2 separate regions of the Mus musculus genome follow, and region 2 is linked to region 1. Evidence: chromatin contacts called from public HiChIP or PLAC-seq data. All regions are on one chromosome and are shown on one strand. The core of a region is the stretch at or near the end of the contact, and the rest is flanking DNA. Distances in the headings are between cores, read along the strand shown.

What was found. HiChIP or PLAC-seq counts read pairs in DNA pulled down with a chosen protein or histone mark.
Region 2: a contact with region 1 is called in an H3K27ac HiChIP or PLAC-seq map of microglia, with 5 times the contacts expected there. The contact joins two enhancer-like sites. A contact is called at or near these places in 2 of 115 datasets of contacts at active chromatin or transcription factors (bone marrow-derived macrophages and microglia).

The regions. Positions count from the first base shown.
Region 1 is chr12:34,483,536-34,489,097 of GRCm38.p6, reverse strand. All of the region lies in intron 4 of Hdac9 (histone deacetylase 9), which reads left to right. Among named protein-coding and RNA genes, the nearest start is that of Gm51984, 270 kb to the right of the region's middle. Within about 2 kb of position 2,942, at least 33 of the 459 cell types and tissues checked have an H3K27ac peak or open chromatin away from gene starts, as enhancers often do. A contact at or near this core is called in bone marrow-derived macrophages and microglia, where this site is marked.
Region 2 is chr12:35,024,784-35,029,600 of GRCm38.p6, reverse strand. No RefSeq gene overlaps it. Among named protein-coding and RNA genes, the nearest start is that of Gm40385, 5.6 kb to the right of the region's middle. Within about 2 kb of position 3,485, at least 65 of the 459 cell types and tissues checked have an H3K27ac peak or open chromatin away from gene starts, as enhancers often do. A contact at or near this core is called in bone marrow-derived macrophages and microglia, where this site is marked.

The DNA.
Region 1 (5,562 bases), core at 1,693-4,192:
CAATGACAGATCCCTTATAAGTAAGAAAATGGAGTGAAAGGAAATAAAGGGTCTCTGTTGCTTCCATGTTCTTGTGTAAGCACAGCTTAATACCTTGTACCTCCCTAGCTCTGCAATTCTGTTGTTGGATACACACACACACACACACACACACACACACACATATATATATATATATAATCAGCTACCTAATCTCTTATTAGTAACAAATGCCAACAAGGTATGTATAGAAATCATGTTTGAAACAATATGTGCATATTCCTATGTGTGCACCTGATGAGCTTCATTTTGATATCTCATTTAGGGATTAAGGATCAAAGTATAAGGCAATATATATATATATATATATATATATATATATATATATATATGTATATATATACATATATATATATATATAAAATCATACACACACATATACATACATAAATATTGTATATGTTGATGTCAATTTCAGTACAAAAGATAAAAGATATATTTAAAAAGTTGATGTATGATAAAATATGAACTCTTTTTATTGTTAGAATCTGGTGATTAAAAAAACAAATATATAATAGATCTTTAATAGATCATAGCCTCATTTCAAAGAACTAAAAATAGTTTAATATTGAGCTTTTAAATTCTCCCTGAATTCATATCAATTTGATAGCTGTTACTATAATTATAACCTCAAGTCCTTTGAGAGATTAAATGTAGAGCCTTTCTTAGATTCCCAGGGCTGATGAATAAGGATACCCATTATTCTTATGGACTTGATGTGCTTGCAGGGATGATTTTAATGGTTGTGTGATGGCATTAAGGTTTGTGATGGACATTTTTGAGTTGCTTGACAAGTGATGTGTTCATATCCACACACATTCATCTCTTTAGTGATAGTCCATCCTCAACTCAGCTGCCCTGTCTCCTCCTATTAGTAACAAATGCCATAACAACGGATGTGTTAGAAACATCCTGGAAACTGCATTGCCTAGAGTTTACAAGTGCTCCTCTGGGGTAAGCCTGTCAACTCATTAAGCAAGCAAGCGTTTGTTTCTATGTCATAACCATGCTCACAACCAAGCACCAATTTTGAACTTTATATTCCAAATACACAGTACTTGTCAAACAAAGCAGAAGAAAATATGAGGAAAGTAAGCAGTGGACACTGAATCATCAAGTAGAAATGATAAACACAGAAGCTCAAATTCCAAGCAGAGACTTCTAGCCAAAGCTTTAGGTGCCTTGCCCAGATCTCCATGGCCATGCCTTTAAAGGCTTCCCCAGGGAGGGGCTCTTGTGGCCATTGATTGCCTTGCCTTAGGCCTTCTACTCTACTGAAATTCCTGTGTTTGTACTGTGAGGTTTTTGTTTTAAGAGAGAATGAATGCTAACTGGAAGAAGAAGCCTGCTCCCCAAACTGTCGGGAGCTGATTCTGCCTATCCTCTTGACATCAGTGAAGTGTAAGTGTTCTTCACAGGGTGATGCGCAGAGAACACCTGAGCAATGGCACCCCAGTTCTACACGAGCTTTCTTGCTTGCCTTCCTGTGATCTCTCATTTGTCTTCTTCAGTACTTGTGTTTCTCAGATTCGGCTCCTCAATAAACAGTTACATTTTAAACTTGGAATAGGAGGATCTAAACAAAGAAAGCACTATTTTGTTTGGGGATGCATTTATATACTTGTAGGTACCAAAAGTAAAATATTCAACTTCCAGTATGGCCTACAGTCAGTGAGGAAACGTTACATTGTCATATATTCTGTTTATGACTCCAAGAACTATGTGTCTATTCAAGAAAAAAATGTGCTTAAAATAGCTAATATCTAACAGTTCCAGCGTTTGACCTTTCCTCATGTGGAAATTTAAACCATATTGAGTGATTCATCTGATTAAAATTCCGGGCATCCAAGATGCTATTGTGCTAATGAAAACATATGTGTGAGTGTTAAAGTATTTTGAGGCAATAAGAGATCATTAGCCTAATAGTGTTCAGGCAAAGCCCTCCCCAAGTCTCAGTAAAGTTATAATGGTATGATTGTGGAGGTATTAATAAAGTTAATTGTAGTTACTACACCCATAGACTAGAGAATCCTCCAACAACCGAAAATATTACTTATCTAAAGGGCTGCACACATATTCTGGGTATGTTAATGCATTAACCCGAAAAGTATAACCTCACTGCTAATGGATTCCCCATAATCCTAACCCTCCTGACACCGTGGAAAATATGGAACATATTTGCTCCCCTCTGTTGCAGCAGTTTAACTAAAGGGATGATCGTAGGGGAAACATCTTCATTGTAACGAGTAAGCATGCACATCCATATGTCTCCTTTTTATGTCTCACTTTGTCACTTAAAACAGTAAAGGTGACTAAGGAGTAAACTCTGAGCAGGAGGAAGAGAAGTGGAAATCTAAGTAATAAACCTTGTGGTCTTGCTAAAGGAATCGAAATAAATGGCAAAACCTGGTCCATGGAAAACTGCCCCTGACAGTTGAGGGCCTGGTACCCTGGCTAGGCGAGGTGAGGTAAGAAAGAACAAACACTCCTTCAATGGAAGTAAGATCAGGTGGGTCTTGTTTTCTCCAGGACTCCCACAACCTGGAACTTCAGTTTATTACGTGAAGCCCAGCAGGAGGTATTAGCTAGTCAGGGCATGAGTTCTCTGTAGGTGAACAGTCTGAGACTATAAATAACCAGGAGGAGGAAGCTGTAGTCACTAGTCTTTTCACACACTGATCAATTATTTATAAACACTCACAATCACACTCCCAAGGAAAGCCCTTCCATCCCTCTTAAGTGTGGTCCATATGGGTTAGTGGATTTACCTGCTTACCATGGGGCAAACAGAGTCCTTGGCAGGCCATGCTCATGTCAAAACACATTCATGTAGGACCTCATTCACAAGAGGCCTCTTCTGCTCGCTACAGAGCAGTTAGAAGAGGAAGAAGACAGTGTCTCAGTGGCCGAGGCCAGGGCAAGGCAGCAGGCTTGAGGAAGTTAGAAGACTGAGCAGACTGTGGGTCAGTAGGTTTGTCCCTAATATTTATTTCAGTGGTTGGGCTCATCATGCCCAAGTCTACAATAAAATTACATACTCACTAAAAGGCCACTAAAAGGTAATTGAATTTATTTTTATAGATAACAAAATCGGGGGATGTTAAAAATTCTTATCAACATCAGGATCAATGCCAAGAGTTCTTTGCCTCTAGTGTTACCTGAATAAAGGTGAAAATGAAAAAAACTTAAAATGGCAAATTAAAGCCAAAGCAGCCATGAAGATGGGAAGCCCTGGAAAACCATCCAGATATAGGATCTTGTAAAGGCAGTGCAAAACCAGGCTGAGTTAAACTGTATAGCCAGATGCTATGACAGTGCCAATGGAACTAATGGCTGAGAAATTCTTCTGTGTCCATAGACATCCTAACTCTTAAAATTACCTGGTGCTTCAACACGAGCATCTCAGCTCTAGTCGAAGAGCAGAGAGGAGGACTACCATGTTTTCTATGGCCTGGGTCAGCGGGCCATATATTGTCCATCCACAGTCCTCACAGAGAGTTCTTTGCCTCTAGTGTCACCCTGATCTATTCTGCACATACTGAATCATGTTCTTAATCTGCAACAAGCCTCTCATGTGTTAACAGATGGAAAATACACCTTCCTCTCATATTCTAACACTTGTCTACCATGTCCCACTCTACCTCCTTGTAGTGTTAGGGTTCGGCCTCCAAGTGTGTCTTCCCGCCCAGCAGTGACTTTCATCTTCTCCTGGGACCTCAATTTTCATTCTGTCCTCTCCCGGATCCTGGTGATATCCTGGTGATATGTATACACACACATATATATATCTGTGCTGTCTAAAATCCCCAGTAATGGCAGATTCTGTCCATTTCCTAATATCTACACAGCACAGCCACATCCTTCAGAAGTAAGAACACTACTTTAAGCATGTTCTTATACTGAAGTTGGCACCTATAAGTTGACTACTCAAAAAACAATGACAAGAATGTATTGCTTTGCTTCTGGTGGCATTTGTTTTGAGGTTAGGGAGAGGTATTCTGGGAGGAAAGAGCATACATTTGCATGCGTTTGCACTCAGATACTCATAGGCTTGAACTGTAGTCCTGCACTTAGTAACTGATAGCTACTAACTTCATCTGAGCCTCAATGCCACATGGGATCAGATTGATACATCATGTCGCACATGTGCTATGGCAGATGGAAAACACCTTTCTCATGAAGATTTTGATGTTCTTGAGGATGTCAATAAATTCCACTTGCAGGAGTATGGTCATAGTAGTGCCTTAAAATTTAGTCACTCGCTTCCAGTGATTAGCCCATAGAAAAGCAAAATTCATCATGTAATGGTGGGAGAAGGTGGCAGATGTTTTAGCAAGTGCCAGAAGCCTGTGTGTCTACAGTGGTTGTATGGCATGGTGAGATGGACACTTTCTCTCAGCCCTTGCCTTTGTGAAATTCCCTTCTTCGGTCCCCTTATGAAGAAACAATCATACAAATGCCATCTTAGCAAAATTCATTAAAATGCTTGAAGAGAAACGTGCACAAAGCATGAAGGACATTTAAACCAAGGCTGACAACATTGTTAGAGGAGCAGCTCCAGACAGACGTGGCCAGCAGGTACACACTAGACACAGAGTGCCTCTGGCAGCAGTGTAACATTCCTGTGGATTTAAATAAGTTCTGGAAGTCACTAAAGAACATTATAACAATGTTAGTTTCTAATGCTGGCAAACTCTGTGAGGTGCTAACATTAAGTCACTGTAAAGTGTAAGGGGACAGATTGTGATAAGTTGGACATTCACCTAACATCCCAATTTATTACGTTCATAGTAATTGTTCATTTAAGCCTATATTGGGGGGCTGGTGAGATGGCTCAATGGGTAAGGGCACCCGACTGCTCTTCCAAAGGTCAGGAGTTCAAATCCCAGCAACCACATGGTGGCTCACAACCACCTGATCATGAGATCTGACTCCCTCTTCTGGAGTGTCTGAAGACAGCTACAGTGTACTTACATATAATAAATAAAAAAATAAAATAAAAAGCCTATATTGTCCAATCATACACAAGTGTTTTCTAAGGTTGTATGCCTGTAGCACAGGAGTCCCAGAGAAGAGAGAGAGCATTAGGGAAATTGGAGGTGTAGGGAAATTTCTACATGTTGAATGGAGTTATGAGTTTATAAAAGTTTTCTATGCTAAAATGTGTAGTTACTCACGTTTAAGAAGTTGATTTTATAGCTTGCTATTTTTAAAAAAAATGACTCATAGGGTAAAAAAGTAAAACTTGAATAGATAAGGAAAAAAACTAAAGTTTTTGACTGTATAAAATAGAGCTTTCTTATGTACAACTGTCGTATTTTGTCTAATAAATATTGTTAGACTCCAAGTGATGTCCCTGTAAAATAGGCTTGCAAGTAAACAATGTTTGATATGTTCTAGGTGTTCAAAGAATACATAATCAAAGACAGGGTGTCATGTATTCTTTTAAAGACCCCATGAAAAGTCATGGTTTTGAAGCTAAAGGACACTCAGCTATTTCCATAGTAACTCAAGATGATGTCA
Region 2 (4,817 bases), core at 2,236-4,735, 540 kb before region 1:
TGATTCAGGAGCCCTGAGATGTTGGCTACAAAATTTGAAGAGTTTAGTTTTCCTTCCAGTTACAGACTCTGCCTGCCTAGCCTTCCTGCCACAGAGGTCATAAAACTCCAACTGGATTAGTGTTGGAGACAGTAGATAGAGGCTAGCAGGCCTAATGGAGAAGGACTCCATCTTTGTGTTTGATGTTCTTTCTGGCCTTGCAAAACTGGATCTGTTGGCAAGTTGTTGTGTCTGGCCAGTAGATCACAACCTGGGTTCTAGCCTGGAAAGGCATTTTGGAAACCTGGAAGAGAAGAGGGGCTAGGTGGCGAGATAAAGAAATGTAGCTAAGACAGGCATTCTGATCAAAGCTCAATTTTACTGTTCCGCACGCAATTATAAAGCAGGGGAAGGGGGCCCGATTCCCGCCAATTAATCTTGGGGTCCAATAGCAGGGTGACCATGTGCACAGCTCCAAACAGCAAAGCGGCAGGTTCCAGCAGTGGGTATGGCAGAATGATTGAGCTGGCAAGCTCCACCCCTGAGCAAGCAGGTTTCAGGCTGGGGGAGGGGAGACGACAGCAAGTATGTTTTCTACCAGATGAAAATATGTCTCTGGAAAAAAAAAAAAAACTAAAATCATTACATTCAACCAAGAGGAACATAGTTCCCTGCTCTCTCTTGGCCCTGGAGCCTGCTGTCACTACTCACTATCTCCCCAGCCTGAAGAGCCACCATAATCTCACACTCAAAGATGAATCTCTGCCTCCTGACAACATGAACCCACTCTTTCCTATCTGCAGTGAGTCCTGACTAGTATAAAGCCCGGTGCGGTCAGGGGCATGCCTCGGTGTGCCTGCAAACTTCCCGAAACTGTACAAAACTTTGTGTGATTGATTTTAAGTGCATTTTTGCCCTGGAGCAGGGTTTGTGGCTACCATCCGATTCACGAAAGGACTATAAATCCATAATCTCTCACCAACGTTCACACGAATCAAAATAACCAAATAAATAGCTCTGTGTGCTAGAATTCTCTCAGCATCTTTTGCCCTCGTCCAGCAGTAACTACAGGCACCTGAGGATGATCTGAGTTTGTCTTCACCTGATTTCTTAACCTAGATTTGAGGCCTTCCTCAAAGTTTGAAATCCCAGAGGAACATTAGGTTTTTATTTGATCTTCTTTGCTTTCTTCACATTCTAGCCTATTTGTGTATGTGTAATATTTTTAGCACATCTCTCAAGAGATTCTAAAATAGGCATTTTTTCTATTCTCTGGATTTATGAAATTTTAAGTAAGATGAACATCTAACAAGAAATCGGTGTCTTTATTCCACTAAAACTTTAAAGAGTAGCTTCTGTGTATCCTTAGAAATAACTTGATATTAGGTATTAAAGTCCAATGAGGAGTCAGATGCAATGACACACCTCAGCTACCCTAGCACACTGAAAAAGGGGGCAGGAGGATGGCAACCTGGGGCAGACCTGCGTGTGCTATGCAGTGACACAAGTCTCAGTGATCTTCTACCCGTTTCCCAGATTTTTTACTATTACTTGAAAACAGACTTCTATGCTTAGAGGCCGAGTTATGAAATTGGAAGAATCATTATTGAAGAAAAATTAAAACCGGACTCAGTATGAGTGAGAAAATGGTAAAATATAAGAACCTATCTTGTTCTCTTGTGATGCTAGCTATCAAGCAGAAAAATAATTGAACTTGAAAAAGCAAAATAACATGCTCCCAACCATTCACATTCAATGCCTTTACTTCAGGAAAAGCTAAAGCAATTTCAGAGGGCGATTTTTGTCTGAAAAGTAATTTATTGCTTGGGTAAGCATGACACATGGGGCTTTGTGAGCCCTGCTCACCTGACTGGAGCAATATTATGCCAGCCTTTGTAGTTTGGGTTCACTATACCTAGTGCACTAAAAAGAATTCTTTGAATCTCCCTTGGAATATAATGCACACAATAGTATATAATATAGTGCTTTCATTTAAAGTAAATTTGTTTTAGAATTTAAAGTTTTTTTAGAACTAAAACTCTACCACCTCAGACCCAAGAGACAACATTATAAATAACCTAAAGTGAGCCCAAAATACTTAAGGCTTTTCACAGGAAGACAACTAGAGTAATAAGCACAGCTCCTGACAACCACAGGGAGGCTAAAGCTTGTAAAGCAACTGGCCCATTTTATGAAGAATTTTGCCACTTTCAATGTGTATGATTAGTTGAAACTTAGTGTCACGTCTTAAAAAAAATCACATAAGTCATTAAAAGTTGCCATCTGACGAGCATTAATTGCCACAAAGAAAGAAATTCTATCTTCAAGTCTACAACTGAAGCTTGTTCGTATGGGTGATCCAGCTTAGTTTGACTTATAAAGCTCTACTATTTTGCAGTATATTTGTCTTCATAAATCTCTCTTACTCTATTAGCTACTTTAATAGATAGATACGCTTAACAATAAAACCATATTGAAACATAGATGAAAGAGGCACAGAGAGAGAATAAGTCCTGTAGGTGTATGGGCACAGCAAGGTGAAGGAATTGGTCCCTTAGCATTCCTTACAGTACTCAAATCTTCCTTGTAGGCACTTGTGATAGGTTTGCTAACTAGCATGCTATTGGTTCAGCTCTTAAAGGGGAAAGTTAAATCCGGAGAAACACAGTTTGGAACAGTGCTATGTAAGTCACTGATTTTATCAGATGCTCACTCACTTGTAATTGTCTTCTACAAAATACCTTACGGTGACACAAGTATTGTCCTAAACAATGAAGTGTAAAACTGAGCTTAAGGCTGTAGTTGTCAACAGGTCTCACATGCTCACAAAGACAGAAGCTGTAAGCTTGGGGCCTGTGTGGGTCTATGCCAGGTCCTCTGCATACATGTTATGACTGTTAATTTAATGTTTCTGTGGGACTCCTAACAGTGAGAGCAGCTGTATCTCTGACTCTTTTGCCTGCCTTTGGGACTCTTTTCCTCTTATAGGGTTACTTTGTCCCCAGGCTCAATAGGAAGGCGTTTGCCTTGTCTTACTCTATCTTGTTTTGTCCTGTTTGACTGTCATCTCTTAGAGACCAGCTCTTTTCTGAAGAGGAAATGTATCTGAGGGTTTGGATCTGGGGGAGGGGTAAGTAAGGGGGGTGACTAGGAAGGGTGGTGGAAGGAAAATCGGTGGTTGGGGTATAAAAACAAATGTTAAAAAGCAAATGTTAAAAAACAAACACAGAAACCCTGAGTTTGTTACCAGCTATTCTTTTGTGACATGCAGATGGAGTTTGAGTGAACAATCCACAGATCTCCGTGGTAACTCATTACCCAAGGCTTTATGAGTACCAAGGCGTCTGTGAAACACATCATTCATGCCTAGATAACCCAGCAAAGAGTTAGAATGCTGTCACCTTTGTACTGTAGCAGAGAAAAGTATGAGCAAATGACACGCAATTTGCTAGGCTTAGTACAGTTTCCCAAGCATAGGGAAATAATCAACAAAAAGGGAAGTATGGCCAGGCATAGAGGAACATGCCTTTAACCCCTTCACTGGGTGGTGAGAGTTGAGAGAATGTCTCTGTGAGTGCAAAGCCAGTTGGTCTACATAGCCTGTTCCAGGCCCTTGCTTTCCGAAGTGGCTCATGGAGATGTGGGGTTCAACTCTCTAACACAAGGATTACAACTCTATACCATCAAGCCTGGCTTTGTTTTATGTGAGTGCTAGTAATCAAACTCAGGTTCTCACACTTGGGTAGTAAAGCACTTTTCCAAGGGAGCTACCCCTTTACCCCAGTAAATTTATAATTTTACTTAGATATAATAATTTAAACTAATGTAGACAGTGACTATTCATGAAAGCCAGTTTGGAATTGTTTATAAAGCAGAAGATGATAGACTTATATGATGCAATTTATAGGACGAGCACATTGTGAATGAGCTGTAGAAACATTGAACTTCAGGTAGAGATGCTACTGATCACATACTTGCCACACCACAGGGATTGCATGAGCACCGTTGCTTTTGAGGGCTTTGCCCTCTGTTAAAATGAACTTCCAGACTGAAAGGCCTGTCTTTGTATGCAGAGGTCCTACACAAAATGTGATGTGATGAATATTTGTGCAGTTGGTTAACTTACTGTTGAACAACAAGGAACTGTTCTCAGGTGAAAATTTACCTTCGAATCACTTCTCAAGGTTTGTATAAAACACATACCCAATCCTCACTCCCAAGTCTACACACAAGACTAGACTTTAAAAGTTCTACAAATTGGGAAACATTTCCATAGTACAATGTATATAGATATGGATATGGATATAGATTGGATATAGAAGTAGATACAGATACAGATACAGGTACAGATACAGATACAGGTACAGATACAGGTAAAGTTACAGGTACAGGTACAGGTACAGGTACAGATACAGATACAGATACAGATGATACAGATGATACAGATGATACAGACACAGACACAGACACAGACACAGACACAGACACAGACACAGACACAGACACAGACACAGACACAGACACAGACACAGACACAGACACAGGTACAGGTACAGGTACAGGTACAGGTACAGGTACAGGTACAGGTACAGGTACAGGTACAGGTACAGATACAGATACAGATGATACAGATGATACAGATGATACAGACACAGACACAGACACAGACACAGACACAGACACAGACACAGACACAGACACAGACACAGACACAGACACAGACACAGGTACAGGTACAGGTACAGGTACAGGTACAGGTACAGGTACAGGTACAGGTACAGATACAGATACAGATGATACAGATACAGATGATACAGATACAGATACAGATGATACAG